Regions from separate parts of the Mus musculus genome. Here all the other regions are linked to region 2. The links are chromatin contacts, called in public Micro-C and promoter capture Hi-C maps. All regions are on one chromosome and are shown on one strand. Each heading gives the region's core, a stretch centred on a gene start, on an enhancer-like site or on the middle of the called end of the contact. The rest is flanking DNA. Distances are from core to core; before and after follow the strand shown. Region 1 has its middle 6.9 kb from the start of Mir3076. Region 2 holds the start of Spcs1 (signal peptidase complex subunit 1 homolog (S. cerevisiae)). Region 3 holds the start of Prkcd (protein kinase C, delta).

Region 1 (3,609 bases), core at 938-3,437, 420 kb before region 2:
TATACTGAAATTAGACAGTCTTCAGATATTGATAAGAATTAACGAGGCCTAGAGAATTTTGGGGTCAGTGACACTACATTATTCTTGAGGCGTGTCAAGAGTTAACTACCCTGAGGCAATTAACTCTAAGTGTAAAACTCTTGCCTGGCAGAAAGTGCTAATCTCTAATGTAAACATTTATCTGGTCCCTACAAATTCCCTTTGTAGTCACTCCCCTTGCTTCTGTGCTTATCTCTGGTGGTGATATACATTTATCTGGTTCCTTTTGAAGTCACTCCTTTTGCACCTGGAATAATTCAATGTGCCTTGTTCTGCAATTTATTCTGTATTATAAAAGTCTGATGCTCGACTGGTAAATTACATTCAGATCCAACACCACTCGTGTGTCTGGCTGTTTGTCCCATCCTAATCTCTGCCCATCTACTCTAGAGACTCTTTCCTACGCAGGCAGAAGGGACCAGAGGGCCTGCGGCACCACAAGGTTTCTCCAGCCCACGTGGTGGCTCAGTAGACGCCCTCAAGCCAGGCTTCTTGACCCTCTGTATGGTGCAGAAACAGGAACTCACCCACAGGCATCTGAGTGCCGATTGGAGGAGGCCCTGCAGCACGGACATAGGCTAAGTCGTCACTGCCTTGGGGTGCATGAGCCCTTTGGTCCAATTGACAAGGCAGGAAAACTTTGTCCCAGGAGCTGTCCCTCAAGAGCCCAAGCCTGACACAGGAGAGAGACATTCCCAGCCCCCTGGACTGGGACTAACAATGTCCGGAAGTACAGAGGAGTCCAAAGCTATAGGAATGTCTTGTCTTGGGCTCCAGCTGCATAGTAAAACACAACGGAGGGGTTGGAGAGATGGCTCAGTTAAGGGCACTGGCAGCTCTTAAAGAGAACCTGGGCTCAATTTCCCAGAACCCACATGGAAGTCCACCATTGCATGTAACTCCAGCTCCAGGAGATCTGACGCCTTCACACAGACACACATATACCAATGCACATGAAAGAAAGAAAAGAGAGAGAGAGAAGGAAGGGAAGGAAAGGAAGGAAGGAAAAGAGAAAGAGAGAGAGAAAGAAAGAAAGAAAGAAAGAAAGAAAGAAAGAAAGAAAGAAAGAAAGAAAGAAAGAAAGAAAGGGAAGGAAGGAAGGAAGGAAGGAAGGAAGGAAGGAAGGAAGGAAGGAAGGAAGGAAGGAAGAAAAAAGGAGAGTTTAAAAACCACAATGGAGGGCTGGTGAGATGGCTCAGTGGGTAAGAGCACCCGACTGCTCTTCCGAAGGTCCAGAGTTCAAATCCCAGCAACCACATGGTGGCTCACAACCATCCGTAACAAGATCTGACTCCCTCTTCTGGTGTGTCTGAAGACAGCTACAGTGTACTTACATATAATAAATAAATATTTAAAAAAAAACAAACCCACAATGGAGAGCAATAACCACATCTGTGAGAGCCAACGAAGAAGGGTGGGATAAGAAAATTCAAATTTGTCGGGCAGTGGTGGCGCACGCCTCTAATCCCAGCACTTTGGAGGCAGAGACAGGCAGATTTCTGAGTTCGAGGTCAGCCTGGTCTACAGAGTGAGTTCCAGGACAGCCAGGGCTTCACAGAGAAACCCTGTCTGGAAAAGAACCAAAAAAGAAAAAGAAAAAAGAAAATTTGAATTTGCTTTTTTTCCCTGTAAGTGAGGAGATGCTGGGAAGAGTGTGGGGGACCCCAAACCAGCCTTTATCCATCGTGAACTATGGCTCCTCCCTAGCCGCATACCCCACTTACAACAGCTAACCTAACTCTCCTCTTCTGTATATGTCCTCTAGCTCCTACCCATAGGCAACCTGCAGCTAGAGCAGATCTGCATAGAGACCATTCCAAGGAGCAGCAGGGAGTGGCTGGGCCCTGGTGGGGAATGACCATCCCCTGCTCTCCCTCCCCATCTCCCCAAAGCAGACATTGCTGGCCTGATGGCAATGGCAGCTGTCACTCAGAGGACTGAGTGACAGCACTCAGAAAGAGTCACTTCCTGTTTTCTTGTATACGAGAATTATATTTAAATTGGGATGCATATATGTGTTCAGGGGTATGTTTAGAGGTCAGTAAGCTAGAAAAGGGATCGTGAGAGTGGGAGAGCTCTTAAGGGAGGGTGGGAAACAGAAGAGAATGAAACTGATGTAATGGAAAAACAGAAGTGAGAGCTAACTGGAGGAAGGGAGGGAGGTGAGGAAAGGTCACGGGGTAGACGGATAAATGAGAACTAAATAACCACACAGTCAGAAAGAAGTCATATCGGAACACTTCTTATTTTTTGAATCTAACCTAAATAACTATTTTAATAAACATTTTTTGAATAAAGGCCCCAATTTTTTTATGTACGAGCAAAGCATAGCAATACATGTATGTATATAAAAACGTCATAATAAACCCAGTATTTTATACGCTAACAAAAATTAATGAAAAAGAACAATGACCTGGCATGGTGGCACACACCTTTAATCCCAGGACACGGAAGGCGAAGGCAGAAGGAGCTCTGAGTTCAAGGCCAACCTGGTCTTGTAGACCATTAAATACCAAGCCAGCCTTGTCTCCAAGGCCAGCCTAGACTACAGAGTGAGTTCCAGTAGCCAGGGCTACACATAGAAACCCTGTCTCTGGAAAAAAAAAAAAAAAAAAAAAAAAAAAAAAGACAAAAATCAAAACAAAAAAAAACCCTGGAAGTTTCTGCTGAGCCCCTCCCCACTGTGCGCTCTCTCAGCCCACTGCTTGAATTCCGGTTTTTCTTGTGGTCAGACTTGACTTTTGTCTTTAACCCTAAGCCTGGCCTGCATAGGAAGCAGAGAAGAAAGAGGGCGACACTGTTGAGTGACTGAGAGTTTGGGGCTGAGGCACAGCAGATGCTCAGGAGCCAGCAAGGTCACTGGGGGATTGCCGGGAAGCTAGGATTTATTCCGAGGTGCCACAGGGTGGGGGTTTTTATTTGTGTATTCTGTCTGAATGGACTCCACCCCACAGTTACCTGGCAACAGCCAAGTAGGTCTGGACCTCTATAAAAGGGGCTGCTTGCCCCCTCCTCTCTCTCTTACTCCTGCTTCTCTCCCTTGCCTCTTGCCCCCTTGTTCCCCCTCTCTCCCCATTCCTTTACCCCCTCTCTCCACGTGGTCATGGCTGGCCTCTACTTCTCTACTCTCTCCTTCTCTCTGCTTTTCTCTGCCTCTGCTACTCTCTTAATTTTCCTCCCCATGCCCTAAATAAACTCTATTCTATATGATACCTTCGTGTGGCTGGAACCTCAGGGAGAAGGGATGCCTTAGCTTGGGCCCCACTGACACACACCCTTCCCCCCACACCCCCATAGAACATATCTTAATATCTCTTTATCTTCTTCTTTTTTTTTTTTTTTTTTTTTTCTTTTTTTGGTTTTATCAAGACAGGGTTTCTCTGTGTAGCCCTGGCTGTCCTGGAACTCACTCTATAGACCAGGCTGGCCTTGAACTCAGAAATCTGCCTGCCTCTGTCTCCCAAGTCCTGGGATTAAAGGCGTGTGCCACCACTGCCCGCCTATTTTTATCTTTTTATAATCACAACAATTTGAGTTGGATAGATCAGCTTCTAGAAGTTTCCCTGGTGA
Region 2 (3,686 bases), core at 693-3,192:
GCCTGTATTCCCAGCACTTTGGGAAGGTAGGGCAGGATTTTGAACTTGGAGACAGCATAGTCTACATAGTGAGAACCCACTGCAAAAAGAAAACAAATGTAGTACAAGTTATGAAGTGTTTATTCATTATACACACGGGAAAGAAGCATTGCATACTTGTATCTCCTGTTCTCCATAACAAGCTTATGAAGAGATGGTATAAAATAGTCATAACTTAAAATACATTTGGATTAGAAATGAAGCCATGACAATTAGATCTCGACACAGCTGTGCTATAAGAACATAGGCGGTTTAAGCTCATGTTTTGCTTATGAAAGCAATTCAGCTCATCTCACAGGAAACAAAAGCAGGTGCTGAATCATGAAAGTCCCAATCAGTTATTTTTAGCATGCCTCTTAATTTTTCTGTCCCCTGATTTCTTGTCTTCTGTGCCTAAGTCTTGAACAGGTAACCACTTTAGGGGATGGCGGCGGTAGATAGGCCATGGAGGAAGTGTCAGCTAGATCAGAACAGAGAAAAGGTAGCATTTATTTCCATTCAAGGTCTAAATGATCATTTAGTATGTCTGATCCCCAAATAACCACCATGCTAAAGATTAACAAACTAATGAGACAAAATATGTCAGGGAGTGAGAACAAGCCTTAAGTGTTTACACATACAAGTTTTAAGAACTAAAAGAAATATGAAGGCTGCGTGAGCAAAGCGAAGCCCCTGGCATATTCATTTTACTGCCTAGAGGAGATGCAAAAGACAATTAGAAAGCTCTACACCTTTATGTAGCGCAGGCCATCGGACACAACTTAACATTCTACTTTTCAAATAATAGAGAACAGAAACATTAATGGGAAAGACGAACAAAGAGGTGATTCTGGTTCTCACTGGTAGGTCCAACCAAGTCTCCTGAGTCAGAAAACTTACGCTACTGCTAATACGCAAATACCACAAATAGCTTACCAAACAGGAGAAAGCAAATCCGGCCATAACTATGTAGACAGTCCACCCAAACTGTTCAGCCACGTACCCGTAGATAAACCCAACTATCTGAAAAGAAACAAAGTATATAAAATGCACTCAAACCAAGAGAGGCGGGGTTAAGAATTAAAAGTAATGCAATACTTACTGCAGAAAAAAGAATGATCCCCTGAAACATCTGTTCAGCTAGTTTCTGCCCCTTGTAATCCTAGGGACGAAAAAGAAGAGGACGAGTTGGTCCTACTGCCAAAGGACTGCAATTCTCGTAGGGAACTCAGCGTTGGCATAAGGCAGCATTCAACACCAGGAGGGCCCGAGAGTAAGGAAGCAAACATGTAATTTCCCAGGGAAACTTGGGCATCTTAACAGACCACGGGAAAGGGGATCTATTCTGGGGAAGAGAAGGGAAAGTGAAGCCAATCTTAGGAGTGGCTCCGGTGAGGGTGAGGGGCTTAGAAGTCGCTAGGCTCCAAAGAGAAGTGCGGGGGATCGGGGACGCGCGCCCTCACCATCTGGGTGGGCAGCGAACTCAGGTGTTCCAGCATGGTTGCTGAAGACCGATACCGACAACGAAACGGACGTAGCCGATTATTAAGGAGTAAAGTTTGCGGGGGTCGATATCGAGAGCAAGGCCGACCAGCCGAGCGTTTCACTTCGGCCGTGGCCCCGGAAGCGGATGTCTCCGAGGGGCACGGACAACCCCTGGCCCCGCCCCGCGCCATCGACAAGGGAGGTACGTCTCTTAGCTTTCCTAGAACCCTGTACACTGCTCACGAGGGCTGGGGCAGCGACCTGGCCGGAGCATCGTGCACCGGTCAGCGCTCCTGGCCGCCCGGAGCTGTAATTGCGGCAGGAATCACTTGCGGGCTGCGCCTCCCCAGTTTAACGGCCGCCGGCGCGCTCCACGTCTCCATAGCGACGGCCTTTACTCGGGGAGGACCCGGGCGACGGGGCTGCCCCGTGGCGCCTGCTGCGCCTGGCTTTCTGGCAGAGGGAGGCACAGTCAAACTAGGGGTTGTGGCCCTACGTGGCTGCTGCAGAGCTCGCCGGCCAGTGGGCCACGGCCAGAGAGCAGCGGACGCGGACGGCCCGGCGGTGGGCCGGGGCCTGGGGCCTGCGGAGCGAGCGCTGAGCTGGCGGGGCGGGCTGGGGCGTGGGCGGCGGCCACTCCTCCCAGCGCAGGTAAGGGCGACTGCGCCCAGCCTCGGAAGGCGACGATTCGTCTGACGCGGCTCTAACCTGACCTGTCAGTGCGTGGCGGGATCCCCGGAGCGCCTCACCACGTCCCCATCACTCCTAAGCGTAAGGAGGCTACTAATGATCTCTAGAGTTAGGGAAGATAACGAAGCCACATTCTCCAGGGAAAGGAGACTGCCTCGGAGAAGAGCTGCGAGGCCCAAGTCGCCCCACATCTCGTGGATTGAGCTTCCGTGCCCCTATGTAGAGGGTCCCAAATTCGGCCTAACTTTTTGGTTGCCGGTTTCCATGGCTCATTCCCAGGCCAGTCCCTCTTGGTAAAGACCAGCCAAGGGCCGGGCGTGGTGGCGCACGCCTTTAATCCCAGCACTCGGGAGGCAGAGGCAGGTGGATTTCTGAGTTCGAGGCCAGCCTGGTCTACAAAGTGAGCTCCAGGACAGCCAGGGCTATACAGAGAAAACCCGTCTCGAAAAACCAAAAAAAAAAAAAAAAAAAGACCAGCCAAGGGGTTCCCTTAACCCTGTCTTTCAAGGGTTGTGTATTTCAAAGCGTGAGCCCTTCCCTCATGACTGAGCTAGATGGGGTGCCGAATTCAGACAGACCATTCTGGGGATCCCATCCTCTGGGGCCCGCTGCCTCTGTGGACTCTGCTGTGCATGCAGTCAGGCACAGATGGCGAGATGCTAGACACTCTAGACTGGGAGGTGAGTAGCCGATGCCAGCATCTACACATCCATGGAGCTACCAACCCATTAGTTAGTTAGTTAATTTTGATTAGCACAGTTGTGACTTAGAACTTGGAAACTTGGAGTGTGTCAAGGAAGATGTCCACATCACTCCAGTAATGTGACTATTGAATTAGCTGCGGGGGGAAAGCACCTATGTGATAGAGCTCTGGAAAGTGTAACCTGGGCTTTGGGGACGTTTCCTGATCGTGAAAGACAAGTGGGGCATAGCCAGTTAAGTGTGTGAAAATGTCCAAGTGTTCTTGTGCTTTGACACCATTCAGAAAAGTACAGACCCCCTTGACACTTCGGACCTTAGAGCCAGTACAATGAAAGACTACAACAATCTTCAAGGGTCTTTTTTCTTTTCTCCTTCCCTACACTTTCCTTAGTACATATGAATAGGCTCTCATTCCTCAGGGTTGTATCTCTACCAGTGCACTTCATAGGACGGGAGTTTGTTTTACAGACCATATAGTATTTGAACTATAAAAAGATGGAAAAACAAAATGGTTTTGCCTTGTTCCTTTTGACCCAACAGCTCCATAGGAATCTCATGCTTTTCCATATTCTGGAATTTAATGTTAGTGATGATTAAGATTGCAGTAAGAGCTCTTCTTTATTGGAGATCTGGACTCCTCCTGGATTAGCAAATCCAGGACTGTTCCACAAATGTCACATGCTTGCTGCATTTCTGGAAGGGATGGCCTTAGGTGACAGGATACAGCAGTAGAATTACATTTTCATTTAACTCCTTGTTTCTGTGGAACTTAGATTCACAGCTCACAGATG
Region 3 (3,588 bases), core at 611-3,110, 380 kb before region 2:
CTGTCATATACCTGAGCCTTTACAGTATCGTACAAAGATACTGTCACTGAGAAACAAAACACACACACACACACACACACACACACACACACAGAGCAGCCGCCCTCTGCTGGCCTGTTCACCACACCCCAATCTAATCCATAGCAGGAACGAGGAAACCCAGTCCCCTCCTCTGTCCCTGATCAGCTTGGTCATAGAGGATCAGTAGCAGAGGAAGAAGAACCGAATATGATTAGAGGCACGCTTACACACAAGCCTAGGGGGTCGGCACACCGATAGCGTGGGCTCCCACAATTAAAGGAATGAATGTACTCTGGCCAGAGGGTTGTTGTGATATAATGCACAGACCTTTGGAACACACAGGGACACAGAGACATGAGCAAGCCAAGGCACAAAATATACAGGGGAAGCCTCTACATACAAGGCATGATTACCAAGTTGCACGGGGCACACACCAAGCCTCAGAACACACAGACAGCCATGAAGTATATGCAAGTCACACGTGAAAAAGGACACATTCACAGGGGAAGTCCCACTATGACAAATAATACACAAAGAGACAAGATACACACTATACTCACAAGTCCAGACACAGATACTACAGCAACAGAAGCCAGACTCCTCCGAGGGCCCAGGGTAGCGGCCAAAGGAAAAAGGGATCTCCCCCACTCAGTCTAAGTCCTCCAGGTTTGAGTGGGGTGCTGAGTGAGGCTCCCTTCTCTCCCCTCCCCTGTATAAGAGAGTTGGGGAAGTGGGAGCAGTTGTGATGGTGCTCCCTCTCCACTGCCAGCCGGCAGGGCAGAGCACTCCCGTCACTGCTGTCCTCATCACCTTACTGGGCCCCCAGAGGGGGTGGCGTCTCTCCAGTGGGACAGAGACTGACAGCACCAGGCAGAGACCACCCGGAGAAGGGACACGGGGGATCAGAGAGGACAGGGGAATGGTGGAGGCTGGAGCCACGCCCAGCTCAGAGACAGATGGAAAGCCAAGAAAGACACCGAGACTGAAAGAAGAGATAGGGCAAGGAGGCGGCGCCGTGAGAGTCCGCCCGCCTGGGACCCAAGCACTGGAGGCTAGGGAGACAGGCGGCCCGCCCTCCGCCCGGTGGTGAAAAGGACCGGAGACTGGACTGGCAGGGGCAGGCGAGCGTGGGCTGGGGGTGCGGCTCTGGGAGGACTGGGTCGAGGGGACGGCGGATCTGGTGGGGGTGGGGAGACGGAGTACACGGACGGCGAGGGGCAAACAGACCTGGCCTGGGAGCAGAGGACCAGGCAAGAGGGGGTGGGGACCGACGAATGTGCAGAGTCCCCTGAGAGATTTGAGAAGATCGGACGGTCCCTCGGCGGGGATAAAGACACACAGGGGTGGAGTAGGGGGTTAAAGATGCTGGGAGTAGTCGGGCCTGGGCTCCAGCCGTCGAAGAGAGGGTCAGACCGACCAGGGTATGGAGGCACCGGCGGGTCTCCGTGCTCGGCGGGACTTTGGCTGCTCCTGGCTCAGTTTCTCAGTTTCAGAACCAGGAGCCAGAGAAGAAAGCGGGGAATGGAGACTACGGGCGAGGAAAAGGGGGAGAAAGGCCGCTGCGCCCTCGAGTTAACTCGGACCCCGCGCCCGGGCCCAGCTCTCACTCACCTCCCGACGCAGGGCCAGGCGCCAGGGGTCCCGGCGAGCCGGGGTCCGTCTCGTGGCGCGGCTCTCCCGGATGCGCGTGGACGGGGAGGTAGGCACAAGTCTGATCCGGACGGGTCCGGAGGCCAGTGGGGACCTCCCGGGTCCCGGCTCGAAGGGTAGATGTCCACGGGCCGCTCGCGGGATCCCCGCGGCCGCCGCCTCCTGCTCTGGCGCCGCGGCACACGGAAGTGCAAAGGGGAGGGGCTGCGCGACCTCACCCAGGTGCCGGCCCCGGTCCCGCCCCCACTCAGGACCCGCCCCACGGGCGCCCGCCCCTTCGAAGCTCCGCCCACGTGAGCTGGGGGTCCAGCGCGTCTCAGCCTCTTTGAGTTGCAAGTCCTTGGGTCCCCAGATCTGTTAGCCGTCTCTGGCTCTTGTGGCGCCTCGCCTGCCAGTGGCACGCAGGCCATCCCATCTCAGGGGACTAATTTATAGAGGAGGACTCCGAGGCCAAGTTGGGGGGTGGGGTTGAGCACTGCACACACAATGGAGCCCAGGAGGCACCGACGGGGCTTCCCCAACTACTTGCGCCCACACCCGGGACTCCCCACTGGCCAGCTGGCCCGCCTTGCCTGGCCTCATTCCTCTTCCTGCTGGCTTGAGCAGAGCCACGCCGCCAGGCCTGCCGGTTCCAGTCCTGCCCGAGAGAAGGAGCTGGGAGGTCTCCAGGGCGAGAGGTTCTAGCCAGTTTGTCTCAGCACTGCTCCTCAGACAATTGTGGGAATTGCCTCTGCCCCCATCTCACTGTCTTTCCTGAGCCCACGGTTCAGAGCTCCCCTTGCTCAGTCAAGCTCATAAGAGGGATTTGATTGTCAGCTGTAACTCATTCACTCATTAAGGGTCCCCTGGGCCCAAAGTCTGAGCACCAAATGGGAGCCAGGGACTCCATTTTTCTGTCCCCAAAGCCCAGAACACTAAGCTGTTACATTATACTTACCCAAAGAAATGACTTCCTGGGCTGGGCAGATGATCGTTTTTTCTAGCACGCAGAGAGCGCTGTGTTTGACCCCCACCACAGAGTAAACCACAGATGGAGGCTCAGAATAATACTCCAGTGCTCAGGGGGAGAAAGCAGGAGAATAGAGTGTGGACGCCAGCCTGTTCATGAGAGACCTTGTCTCAACAAAACCAAACAAACGAGAACTCTTCCTGGGAGGATACAAGAGGGTTCTAATAGCCCAAGATACCTAAGTTCCTTCTGGAAAACTACCTAGAAGGAATAGAAGTCTAGACAGCTCTTTGCCGACTGAGATCAAGAGAAGTGCTGCTGCAGGGGCTGGTGAGATGGCTCAGTGGGTAAGAGCACCCGACTGCTCTTCCGAAGGTCAGGAGTTCAAATCCCAGCAACCACATGGTGGCTCACAACCATCCTTAACGAGATCTGACTCCCTCTTCTGGAGTGTCTGAGGACAGCTACAGTGTACTTACATATAATAAATAAAAAAATAAAAAAAATAAAAAGAGAAGTGCTGCCCCACCCGTGGAGGCTTGAAACTTCCAGGGATGGGGGACCCTGGCAGAGATGTGGGGCTCCAAACCTTATTTTAAATGTACATTGGGGATTGAGCTAGAGAGAGGAAACCACAATGACTCGTCCCTTCTGTAGAAAGAGGAAGGCTGCTGCTTCCCTCTACCCTGAAAGAAAGAGGACCCAGTTTGAAAATTAGTATTTAAGTCCCCAGTCCTGATAACTGTCCCCACCCCATGACAGTGGATTCTTCCCACAAAGTTGACTGGGCAAATTGGATTCCTTCTGGAACCTTCTGCCTCACATCAGGCTTGTAAGCATGCTGTTTCCTGGGTCATTTCCTATTAACATTCCTCTACCTGTCTCTGCTGTGTCTCTTCCCATCTGTGACTCCCTGATGCTCTTCCCATCTATGCCCTTTCCATCAGCTAAGGGACCCTATTCTTTTT

The links. Hi-C and Micro-C count contacts between places; a contact is called where the count stands out from the background. Capture Hi-C pulls out chosen DNA fragments and counts their contacts.
Region 1: a Micro-C map of embryonic stem cells shows a contact between it and region 2, with 2.1 times the contacts expected there. The contact joins the enhancer-like site here to the promoter of Spcs1 in region 2. A contact is called at or near these places in 5 of 39 promoter capture datasets (the C10 cell line, embryonic stem cells, hippocampal neurons and 1 more), 1 of 484 Hi-C or Micro-C datasets (embryonic stem cells) and 2 of 115 datasets of contacts at active chromatin or transcription factors (large pre-B cells and pro-B cells).
Region 3: a contact with region 2 is called in a promoter capture Hi-C map of adipose tissue. The contact joins the promoter of Prkcd here to the promoter of Spcs1 in region 2. A contact is called at or near these places in 2 of 39 promoter capture datasets (embryonic stem cells and liver), 1 of 484 Hi-C or Micro-C datasets (the HL-1 cell line), 6 of 115 datasets of contacts at active chromatin or transcription factors (the 230-238 cell line, bone marrow-derived dendritic cells, effector CD8 T cells and 3 more) and 2 of 9 other capture datasets (adipose tissue and liver).

The regions. Positions count from the first base shown.
Region 1 is chr14:30,577,279-30,580,887 of GRCm38.p6, forward strand. No RefSeq gene overlaps it. Among named protein-coding and RNA genes, the nearest start is that of Mir3076, 6.9 kb to the left of the region's middle. Within about 2 kb of position 2,188, at least 67 of the 459 cell types and tissues checked have an H3K27ac peak or open chromatin away from gene starts, as enhancers often do. A contact at or near this core is called in embryonic stem cells and pro-B cells, where this site is marked.
Region 2 is chr14:30,999,724-31,003,409 of GRCm38.p6, forward strand. Spcs1 (signal peptidase complex subunit 1 homolog (S. cerevisiae)) reads right to left here and starts at 1,943. Exons shown (of 4, transcript NM_026911.3): 1 at 1,482-1,943; 2 at 1,121-1,180; 3 at 955-1,041; 4 at 103-499. The coding sequence starts at 1,694. The coding sequence ends at 374. Glt8d1 (glycosyltransferase 8 domain containing 1) reads left to right here and starts at 1,710. Exons shown (of 10, transcript NM_029626.2): 1 at 1,710-2,274.
Region 3 is chr14:30,624,348-30,627,935 of GRCm38.p6, forward strand. It overlaps Prkcd (protein kinase C, delta), which reads right to left and starts at 1,861. Exons shown (of 18, transcript NM_011103.3): 1 at 1,633-1,861.